Linked DNA regions of Rattus norvegicus: region 2 is linked to region 1. The links are chromatin contacts, called in public Hi-C maps. All regions are on one chromosome and are shown on one strand. The core of a region is the stretch at or near the end of the contact, and the rest is flanking DNA. Distances in the headings are between cores, read along the strand shown. Region 1 overlaps Tcf7 (transcription factor 7). Region 2 has its middle 24 kb from the start of Vdac1.

What was found. Hi-C and Micro-C count contacts between places; a contact is called where the count stands out from the background.
Region 2: a Hi-C map of the A7r5 cell line shows a contact between it and region 1, with 6 times the contacts expected there. The contact joins two enhancer-like sites. A contact is called at or near these places in 12 of 12 Hi-C or Micro-C datasets (the A7r5 cell line, the Rat2 cell line, Schwann cells and 7 more) and 1 of 1 datasets of contacts at active chromatin or transcription factors (oligodendrocytes).

The regions. Positions count from the first base shown.
Region 1 is chr10:36,931,977-36,936,493 of GRCr8, reverse strand. It overlaps Tcf7 (transcription factor 7), which reads left to right. Exons shown (of 10, transcript NM_001427430.1): 4 at 2,804-2,915; 5 at 3,928-4,018. Among named protein-coding and RNA genes, the nearest start is that of Tcf7, 20 kb to the left of the region's middle. Within about 2 kb of position 1,888, at least 19 of the 93 cell types and tissues checked have an H3K27ac peak or open chromatin away from gene starts, as enhancers often do. A contact at or near this core is called in the A7r5 cell line and liver, where this site is marked.
Region 2 is chr10:37,007,290-37,011,806 of GRCr8, reverse strand. No RefSeq gene overlaps it. Among named protein-coding and RNA genes, the nearest start is that of Vdac1, 24 kb to the left of the region's middle. Within about 2 kb of position 2,671, at least 19 of the 93 cell types and tissues checked have an H3K27ac peak or open chromatin away from gene starts, as enhancers often do. A contact at or near this core is called in the A7r5 cell line and liver, where this site is marked.

The sequences.
Region 1 (4,517 bases), core at 639-3,138:
GGGGATAATGCCATGAGGTCTAAATCCTATAGGAGTGGGGTTGCCACAGGGTGCTAGCTGGCTGGCTGCTGCTGCCTTGAAATCTATGAGATGAGAAAGACCTTAAGGATTGTCAGGGGGCTTCCTGCCATAAAGGGCCTCAGCAGCTGCTCCTCAAAATTAGGACAAAGCATGGTTTGTTTTAAGACTGATGAGGTGGGCGGGGACTGATTGTTTCTCCTGTCCAGGAAGCGAGAGAGGCTCCCCAGGATCCTGGAGTGCCAGGACCAAGAAATGGTCAGCAAGCCTAGAGCTTCCAAGCTTCCTTCCAAGCTTCCTTCACACCACAGTATACCTCAGAACATAGCCAATGGAACGCCTTGACACCGTAGGTCATGCTGCTGTGAGGGAGCTGGGAGAGGTCACCCAGAGCTATCACTAGGTCACGTCAGGGAGGCCTCAGCAGTGACACGATCTCTGTCTGCTGGAACCTGGCTAAGGGGCAGAGAGGCTCAGTGGTCCAGGTGAGAATGGTGGCTCAGACTGGTGGAGGAGATAAGAAGTGGTTGGAGTCTAGATTTTGAAGGTAGAACATTATAACCCGCTAAGTGGAGGGTCAGTGTCAAGACACTACAAGGTTGTCTGGTCTGAACAGCCGCTCCATGGAAGAATGGAGCTGCCAGTAACTGAGGAGGTCAACTCACAGAGTCAGAGGTTCTATGTGGGGGCTGAGGATACAGCTCAGTACTAGAGTGCTTATGTGAGAGTGGAGTTTGGAGACATTTTAGGCCTAGAGTTGGAGTGTAGAGTTCCTAGCAAAATCGGGAGTCAGGTAGACATTGTAACACACACCTTTAATCCCAGCACGCAAGGGGCAGAGAGGGGAGATCTCTGTGGGAGACTAACCCTGACTTTGATCTACAGAGTGACTTTCAGGACAGCCTGGGTTACATAGTAAGAAGTGGTCTCAGGGGATAAAAGGAAAGGTGGAGTCGTCAGGTAGATGCTGCTCCATTGTCCAGATTTTATGTGTGTGTGTGTGTGTGTGTGTGTGTGTGTGTGTGTGTGTGTGTGTGCACGTGCACGTGCTGTGGGAGGCTGTCACATTCCCTGCAGCTCTAGTTATAGGCTCACCAAGAGCAGCATTTGCTCCTAACCGCTGAGCCATCTCACCAGCCCCCAGCCTGAAGATGTGTAAAGCCATACCAATGTGGATGGGAGAATCAACTCCAGGACTGAAAGGAAGAGTCGCCTCCAAGGCTGGAGGGAAATGAAGCAATGAGTATTCTGAAAGTCAAGTGATGGAACCTGGTTTAAAGGAAGAGGAGGGATCAGTCTCTCATGAGGGCAAAGGATTGGGGAAATGGTGATGGTCCTCAGCATTTTGGAGGTCATTGCGGATGCTGACAGGTCTCGGGGCAAGAGACAGGCTAGGCTGAGGGGAGACTGAGAGCAGAGATCTGGGGTCACTGAATGAGGCTGGACCTAATAAGGGGTTCTGAGAGAGAAGAGTGAGGTGGTAGATGGGAGACGGTTCACAGACAGGAAACAGCAGCCTGTTTGTCCCCTAGTGGCATGTGCCTGACGTGTCCATGCAGCTCACTGCTAGTCTCTCCTCCCTTAATAGACAGACATGCTATGTAGCTCTGGATGCTGCGGGCTTGGAACTATGCAGACCAGGCTGGCCTTGAATTCAGAGATCCACTTGCCTCTGCCTCCTGAGTCTGGGATGTAAGGACTGAGCACCAACGCGCACAGCTTCAGACATCAACTCTCGTTTATCTAAGACAGGGAGGTCTGAAGTAGGCCAAGACTTGAGGGAGAGGTGCAGCTGCTGCTGGAGGCAGGATTGCCGGGAGAGAGGGTAGGCCAGGATGTCTGTGATCTCTGGAGCCGTGCCCAGCCAGAGGCCTCGTGCCAGCTTTGCCTCTGGCTTTGCCCTAGAGTTGCAATAGCCCAGTAACAAGCAAGGGACCTGTGCTAGGCCATTGACTTCCAGGAGAAGACACCCAAGGACTGAGGATTGTCCCACTGACAAGCCTGTGACTAACTTCATCTGCTTTACTTCTCCCAGGTGTTCTTTACAGTCTTGTTCCGAGATGTCTCATTTCTTCTTTTGTGCCACAGTGAGCAGTCACTCCCATGTGCTCTCAGCCAACAGCATTTCAACAGACACGTTTGTCTGGGTGGAAGCTGGCCTACCTCAGTTGTAGATATCCACAGAGCTCTGGCCTGCAAGGGCATGCACACCAAGCCTGGCAGCGACTCCTTGTGGCTGGGCCGAGTTCTCTCTCGACCTGCTGAGTCATCTTTTGACATAGAACCATTTGACTGAAAAGTAATAGTCCTGCAGTGCTAAGGAAACCAGAAAAATGAAGTCTGGACAGACTGTCTCTGGAGGGAGCCAGGTCCCACCTGACCTCACCCCAATCAAGGGCCAAAGGAGATTCCTTCCCTGTGCCAACACATGCCGTTAGAGCTCAGGTGGAAGAGTCTGGGAGATGTAGAAGGGACGGCTGCAGACAGCCATTGAGCTTCATAGACCCAGGAGGTCAGGAAGGACTTCTGGGCAGGAGAAACACTGAGTGTCCTAGAAGAGGCTCACTAGGAGGTGGGACTGCATAGTCAGTCTGCAAGACTGGGAGGCAGGGAAACAGTACCACAGGACACAAGGAGTGTAGAGTGCCCTCTTCCCATAAGCTTGTGATTTTTGACTGCCAGGATGAGATGACTACAGAGCTCACTGAAGTTCTGCATGCCCCGACCCTCACATCCCCCTGCCCCAGAACGCTCCATGTTCACCAGCCTCCTGGTCATTTTCCAGCATAACAAGCCCGGCCAGCCCCCACATGGCGTCCCCCAACTTTCTCCACTCTACGAACATTTCAGCAGTCCACACCCTACCCCTGCACCAGCGGACATCAGCCAGAAGCAAGGTATGGGCCAGGGATGGGAGGTGACCATTGAGGTGGGAACTTAGGGTCCAAGCTCCTGGCTTCTGAAGCCACAAAGGCTGGCCCACATTTCATAACAGAAAAGGCTGGGACTTTGCAAACCCTGGCCCCAAAGGTCAGAAAGGAACCTGGAGTGGAAGGCAGGATGATTGAAAGTTTGAAGCCAGCCTAGGCTATGAGTCCAGACAATCCTGGGCTGCAGAACAAGATCCTGCCTTGGAGGGTTTTTGGGGTTTTTTTTGGGGGGGAGAGGAAGAGGGGTTGTTTTCTTTTTAAAGTCAAAAAGGGTCTGAGTCTGAGGGTATGAGGAGGAGGAACCAATTCTGATTGGCTGTGAGGCTGAGGGCATAGGAGGAGCAACCAATCAGAATGTGAGGCTGCTGGCATGGGGAGGAGGACCCAATCCTGATTGGCTGTGAGACTGTTGGCTCTCCATTTCGGTGTGAGAGCAGCATCTATCTGTGCATTGGTGCAGCTGTAAAACTCACGGCCTTTCCCCACAGTGAGAAAATGGAAAGTGGTGGTTGTGATGGCTGATTCACTTCAGCCTCAGCCAAAGTCATTCTGAAATCCACCATTGTCAGCTGTGGGAAACCTGCTGACTCAACCCTGGGCTGAGTGGAACCCTGCCTCTTCAGGCCAGGTTCTTCTAGGCTAAGGGCTGCCTTCTACTCAAAGAGCCAGGCAAGAGTCTTAAGCAGAGGCTTCAAAGGCAGAGCACCAGGAACTGGTGAGAGCTGGCCTCTCATTCCCCAGGACTCCAAGCTTTGCCTGTGTCCAACAGTGTTCTAAGGCAAGCCACTCAGCACCTCAGTTCTTGCTCCTTTGGTTTATCCAAAGGGCACTGTTATTACTCCAGGGTAGTTCTCTCTGGGCTTCTAGTAAAAGGAAGCAGGGGGATCTTAGAGGCCTCTAGAGAAGGCTCTAAGGTATAGTAACTGTCCCCACCTCCCAGGTCAGGGTGATGTGCTAACTTGACCTCTTTCCATTACAGGAGTTCACAGACCGCTGCAGACCCCTGATCTCTCTGGATTTTATTCTCTGACCTCAGGCAGCATGGGACAGCTCCCCCATACTGTGAGCTGGTAAGTGTGGGCACAGAGAAAAAGGGACACTATCTGCCCTCCCATGCTCCTTCTCTACCCAGCTTGTTGAGACCCAAGCTGCCAGCTCTGTAGCCAGTAGCTTAAGCCTAACCAAGCTCTGAGCTAGCAATCCATGTAACTGTGAGCATTCCCCAGGGAGCCTGACACACTTCCCTTAGGGAGGTAGGAATGCTGGCTACTGTCTCAACCCTATTGCAATTTATTCTCCAGAAGGTGAGGAAATTGGACCTGAGCAAGGTGGTGGTATAAACCACCAAAGGAGAGGCTACTGCTTCTCATAGCTGCCTGATAGGCAGGCAGCTTTCTGGTGGCCTGTGTGCTGCCAGTCTGTCCCAACCTTGGTGGAGCTGTATGAAGAATGGGGTCCTTCCTGGTCTCTGGTGCTTGCTTGAGCCACACTTGTGACCATCCTACTGGAAGGGTCTACTACGCCTGGACCAGGCCTGACTGTTGGCCAGAGTCTGTTCTCAGCTGGAAT
Region 2 (4,517 bases), core at 1,422-3,921, 75 kb before region 1:
TAGCAATGAAGGGAGATTCCACACCAGGGAAGTGAAGCTCTTTGGAAGGCTCCCAACCATCCCACCCACCCTTCCTTCTGGATTTTCGAGAAACAGAAAGCCTACCTATGGTATCATAGTGACTCTGCAACCCTGCCTCATGTTGGAATCATCTGGAGAGAACTACCGAAGCTGGCCTTTGCCCCAAGACCATTTTGCCTTTGCATTTGGTGAAGCTCCCTCGGGCCAAGTCTATTGAAAGCGCCGTTGCTATTTGAATAATTGGCCACCAGGTGGCGCTAGAAGATGACCAAAGAGAAGAGACTCCTTCCTGGTGCCCAACAGTAAGAAAGGAGCAGGCACTAGCCTCTGGCCACTTGAGTGTGTGTGTGTGTGTGTGTGTGTGTGTGTGTGTGTGTGTGTGTGTTTGTTTGTTTAGCTTTTTAAGAATTTTATAATTACTCAAAGAGAGAGAGAGAGAGAGAGAGAGAGCGAGCACAGAGAACTCCTGTGGAAGGCAGAGGACTTTCTTTCTTTTTTTTTTTTAAACATTTTTTTTAAAGATTTATTCATTTATTTTATATATAAGTACACTGTAGCTGTCTTCAGACACACCAGAAGAGGGCATCAGATCTCTTTACAGATGGTTGTGAGCCACCATGTGGTTGCTGGGATTTGAACTCAGGACCTCTGGAAGAGCAGTCAGTGCTCTTAACCGCTGAGACGTCTCTCCAGCCCCCGGCAGAGGACTTTCTAAAGACAGTTTTCCCCTTTACATGGTTTCCGGGGATTGAACCAGGCTTGTGGGACATGCCCCTTTACCTACTGAAGCCTCCCGCTATCCTACTTGACTTTTTATGAGACGGTGTCTGGTGTGTTGCATGCTGACCTCCTGATTTGGAATTCCTGCTCCGACTGCCTCAGTCTCCCAAATTCTGGGATTACAGCTGGGCACCATCACCTTCCTCTGGCTCCACGTGCGATGTGTGTCTTGTTTGTTTGTTGTTGTAGTTTTGTTTTGAGTTTGTTTTGTTTTTTTGAAATAGTGTTCCTCTATGTAGTCCTAGCTGTCCTGGAACTCACTCTGTAGAGGAGGCTGGCCTTAAACTCACAGGGATGCGCCTGCCTCTCTCTCCCAAGTGGGTGGGCTGCAGAGCCCCCTCCACCCAAAGCTTCCCACAAACCTGTGTCGGCCAGTGTGAAAGCAAATGGTGCCAGCAGCTCTTCCAGGGGCAGGGGAACCTCCAAACAGGGCCCAGGTTGGGGTCTCCACCTTATCTTTTGGCCACCAATAAGATGTCTTCTCTGACAGCAGCACCCTGTGTTTACTATGACATCTCAAAAGTGAGAAATGGGGCCTTGGGAGGCTCCTGCATGCATTTCTTTAACTGGCCAAGGACTCGGCAGGGAGACCTGTGAGCCTCCCTACATAATGTGCAAAATAAGGAGTGTGTAGCTTGCTGGAACAGAGGAGCCATGGCTTTCACAATAAGGATCAAGGACACACACACACACACACACACACACACACACACACACACACGGCCAAAACACACTGGCTTGACCTGAGCATGAACACTGAGGTAGACTTATCCTTAATACTAGGGAGGCTGAGGCAGGAGGATCGCCATGAGTTCAAGGCCACCCTGGGCTCCACGGTAAGATCTATGTCAAAACAAAACAAGAAATGTCTGCAGATGCAGCTGTTGGTAGAGTGTTTGCCTAACACGCACAAAGCTCTGGGTTCAAACCCCAGTGCTGATTAACTGTGTGGTGGTACACGCCTGGGTCACCAGCACTTGGGAGGTGGAAACAGTAGGTTCAGACTGGAAAGCTCATCTTTGGCTACACAGTGAGATTCAGGCTAGTCCTGGTTACTTGAGACCTCTCCTTGAAAACCAAGTCCCTCAGAGGCTGGCTGCCATTCAGGCTGCTGCACCGGCAAGAAGGAAAAAGGTCAAAGCTAAAAGGTTCTAGACTATTCCTCATGGCTTCCAGGACCTGCACACCTCTGAGGAACAGCCACAGGCCTCAAGGGCATAGCCATAAAACCTGGGCCCCAGGTGCTGTGGGAGCCTCCTCTGAGTTGTGGAAAGAGGCAGGAAGTCCCCTCAGGCCTGACAGGGCTTTCCCGATGGCCTTGGGTCCCTGCAGCTCAGGGTCAGAGCTGAGCCTGGTAGCCTAGAAACGGAATTTCAGAGAAAGACAAGCTTTGTTCAATGTCACTGGGCAAAGGGTCTCTCAGTCTAGCCTAGGATCCCAGCCTGCTGCCTTCCTGTGTGCTCCTGAGCCCCATAGGGTTCCTCCACTCGGGTCAGAGCATCCAGTGTGTGTGGGGGAGTCATTCCCTGAGGATTAGAGCCCACCCAGGGTGACCTTGCCAAGCCATCCTCCTCTGGAGCTAGACACCACCACGGAGGCCACCACACAGCCCTCAGCCACCACTCTTGGAGTTCCTGAGGTGACCCATTTCCCTCTCTTTTCTGCAGCTTCAAAACAAACCAAAACACAGACCAACATCCTTTGTTTGTTTCGGGGATCAGAGCCCGGGGAAAGCGCTCTGTGGGTTTTCACTTGAAAACAAGGTTGTTTGAGTGGGGAGCAGAAACCAAAGGCAAAGGGGACAGAGTCCCCTGTGGCCACGTGCTTTCTGGATGAGTCAGGGCAGGGCGGGGGCGGGGGTGCACTCAGCAGCAATGCTGTCTGCTCACCACTCTGAGGGACTGCAGCCATGGCCGCTGCCACTCACCCTAGGTAACATTTCTTTGAGGATGACTAGGCCCAGACAGGGCCAGGCTTCCCATTCAATGGCTCCAGACTTCCTTACATGGGTAGGAATGGATTAGGTTGGATCAAGCCCCTGGTGCAAATTCATCTCCATCCCTTAGTTCACAGGCCCAGGCTAGGTGTCCTGCCCCAAGGGACAGACTGGGCCCATCTTGCACAGGCTGTCTCCAGGGCGTGCAGTCAGGTCCTGTCCATCCGGCCAGTTGGATATGAGCTTCCTGGTGAAATGGGAAGCTCTGAGACGCAGGCCTCCAGGAGAGTGTACATAGTAGAGCAGAGACTAGAGTACTTCTTGGGCTCCCATGGTGTCCACACAGTGTGGGTGTAGGAGACAGGCTGATGGGGACAGCCTTCATGGGCACCTGTGAGCAGCAGTTGGAAGGATGGTAACTGGCAGGTGGCCTTGAGAGTGATATTCCAAAGCCTGAACCAGAGTGGCTCCCAGCTGATTCCTGGCCTCGCCAGATGGTTTTAAATGCACAATTTTATTTGAGCTTCCCAGCTAGTTAAGCTAGAGAGGATGAGGCTGCTGGAGTTTAGAAAGGCAAAGCAACTTACTCAAGGACACACAGCAAGTCAGACTAAGACCAGCACAGCTTTGGACCACATCAGGGCCAGGAACTAACCCACTCGGAGCAGGATTCAACTCCCCAGTGGGAACAGACTACAGAGGACTCTCACCAACAGCTCCTTACTCTGGTGGCCCAGGATGGGGATGAATAGGCTTTTGTTAAAGGCTGCCATCTTTTTAGTTCTTAGGAACTGAGCAGAGCAGTAACTCCCATTCTCATCTGGTCCTCCCGGCACCCCCAAAGGGAGATATCTTCATTAGCCCATTTCAGAGATGATAAAGCTGAGGCAGCAGGGTCGGCAAGATGGCTCAGAGGATAAAGGCGATTGCTGCTCAGGCCTGGTGACTTGAGTTTGATTCCCCAAGATGCACATAAAAGCGGAAGGAGAGAACTGACTCCTCAGAGTTGTCCCCTGACCTCAACCTAGGTACCCATTGTTTGTGTGCTTCCTAACACACAATAATAACCTGTAAAATAAAATAAGAAGGCTAAAGCAGCAGATGGTGCCTTTCTAACAGCAAAGCAGGGGCTCTTCTGGATCCCACACAGTCTCTTCACTATACTGAAATGCCAGATTCTCCCCCCTTCCCTCCTGTGAGCCCGCTCTAGGGTCAATGTGAGTTGTATTGTAGAACCTAAGCTTCAAGGCTCACCCCCTCTTGCTGGCGTGACATCTGCACGGGGTCTCTGTTCCTTCCCACCCTCAAGCAGCTTGCTTGGCACAGGTGCATGCTAACGGCCCCACCAACGGCAGCCAGCATCCGGGTGTCTGCTCCCCACCGGTGGGAGACCTGAGCCATTTTTCTTGTCTGCATCCTCAGCTGCTGGGCCCACAGGAAAGCCCCAGGTGTCCTTGAACTCACAAAGCTAGCTGCCATCTTAGTTCCCACAATGCACACAGGGTCATCTGTCTTCCACAGACCAAAGTTCTGTGTGCACATGAGACGTGCACGGCTGCGTGCGTCTCTGTGTACACGCCGGTCTGTGCATTTGAATGTAGAGCTATGTGTGTGTGTGTACATGTGATCTGTGCAGGTTGGGTGTGCACCTCCCCACCCGTGTGCGTGGTTCCATGTGTGAACACTCCGTGTGTGAGTCTGTGTGTTTGTAGACGTAACTGGTACCCACACTGTGCACCCATCTCTGACCCTTCTGGACACCCAGCCAACACTGCCTCCC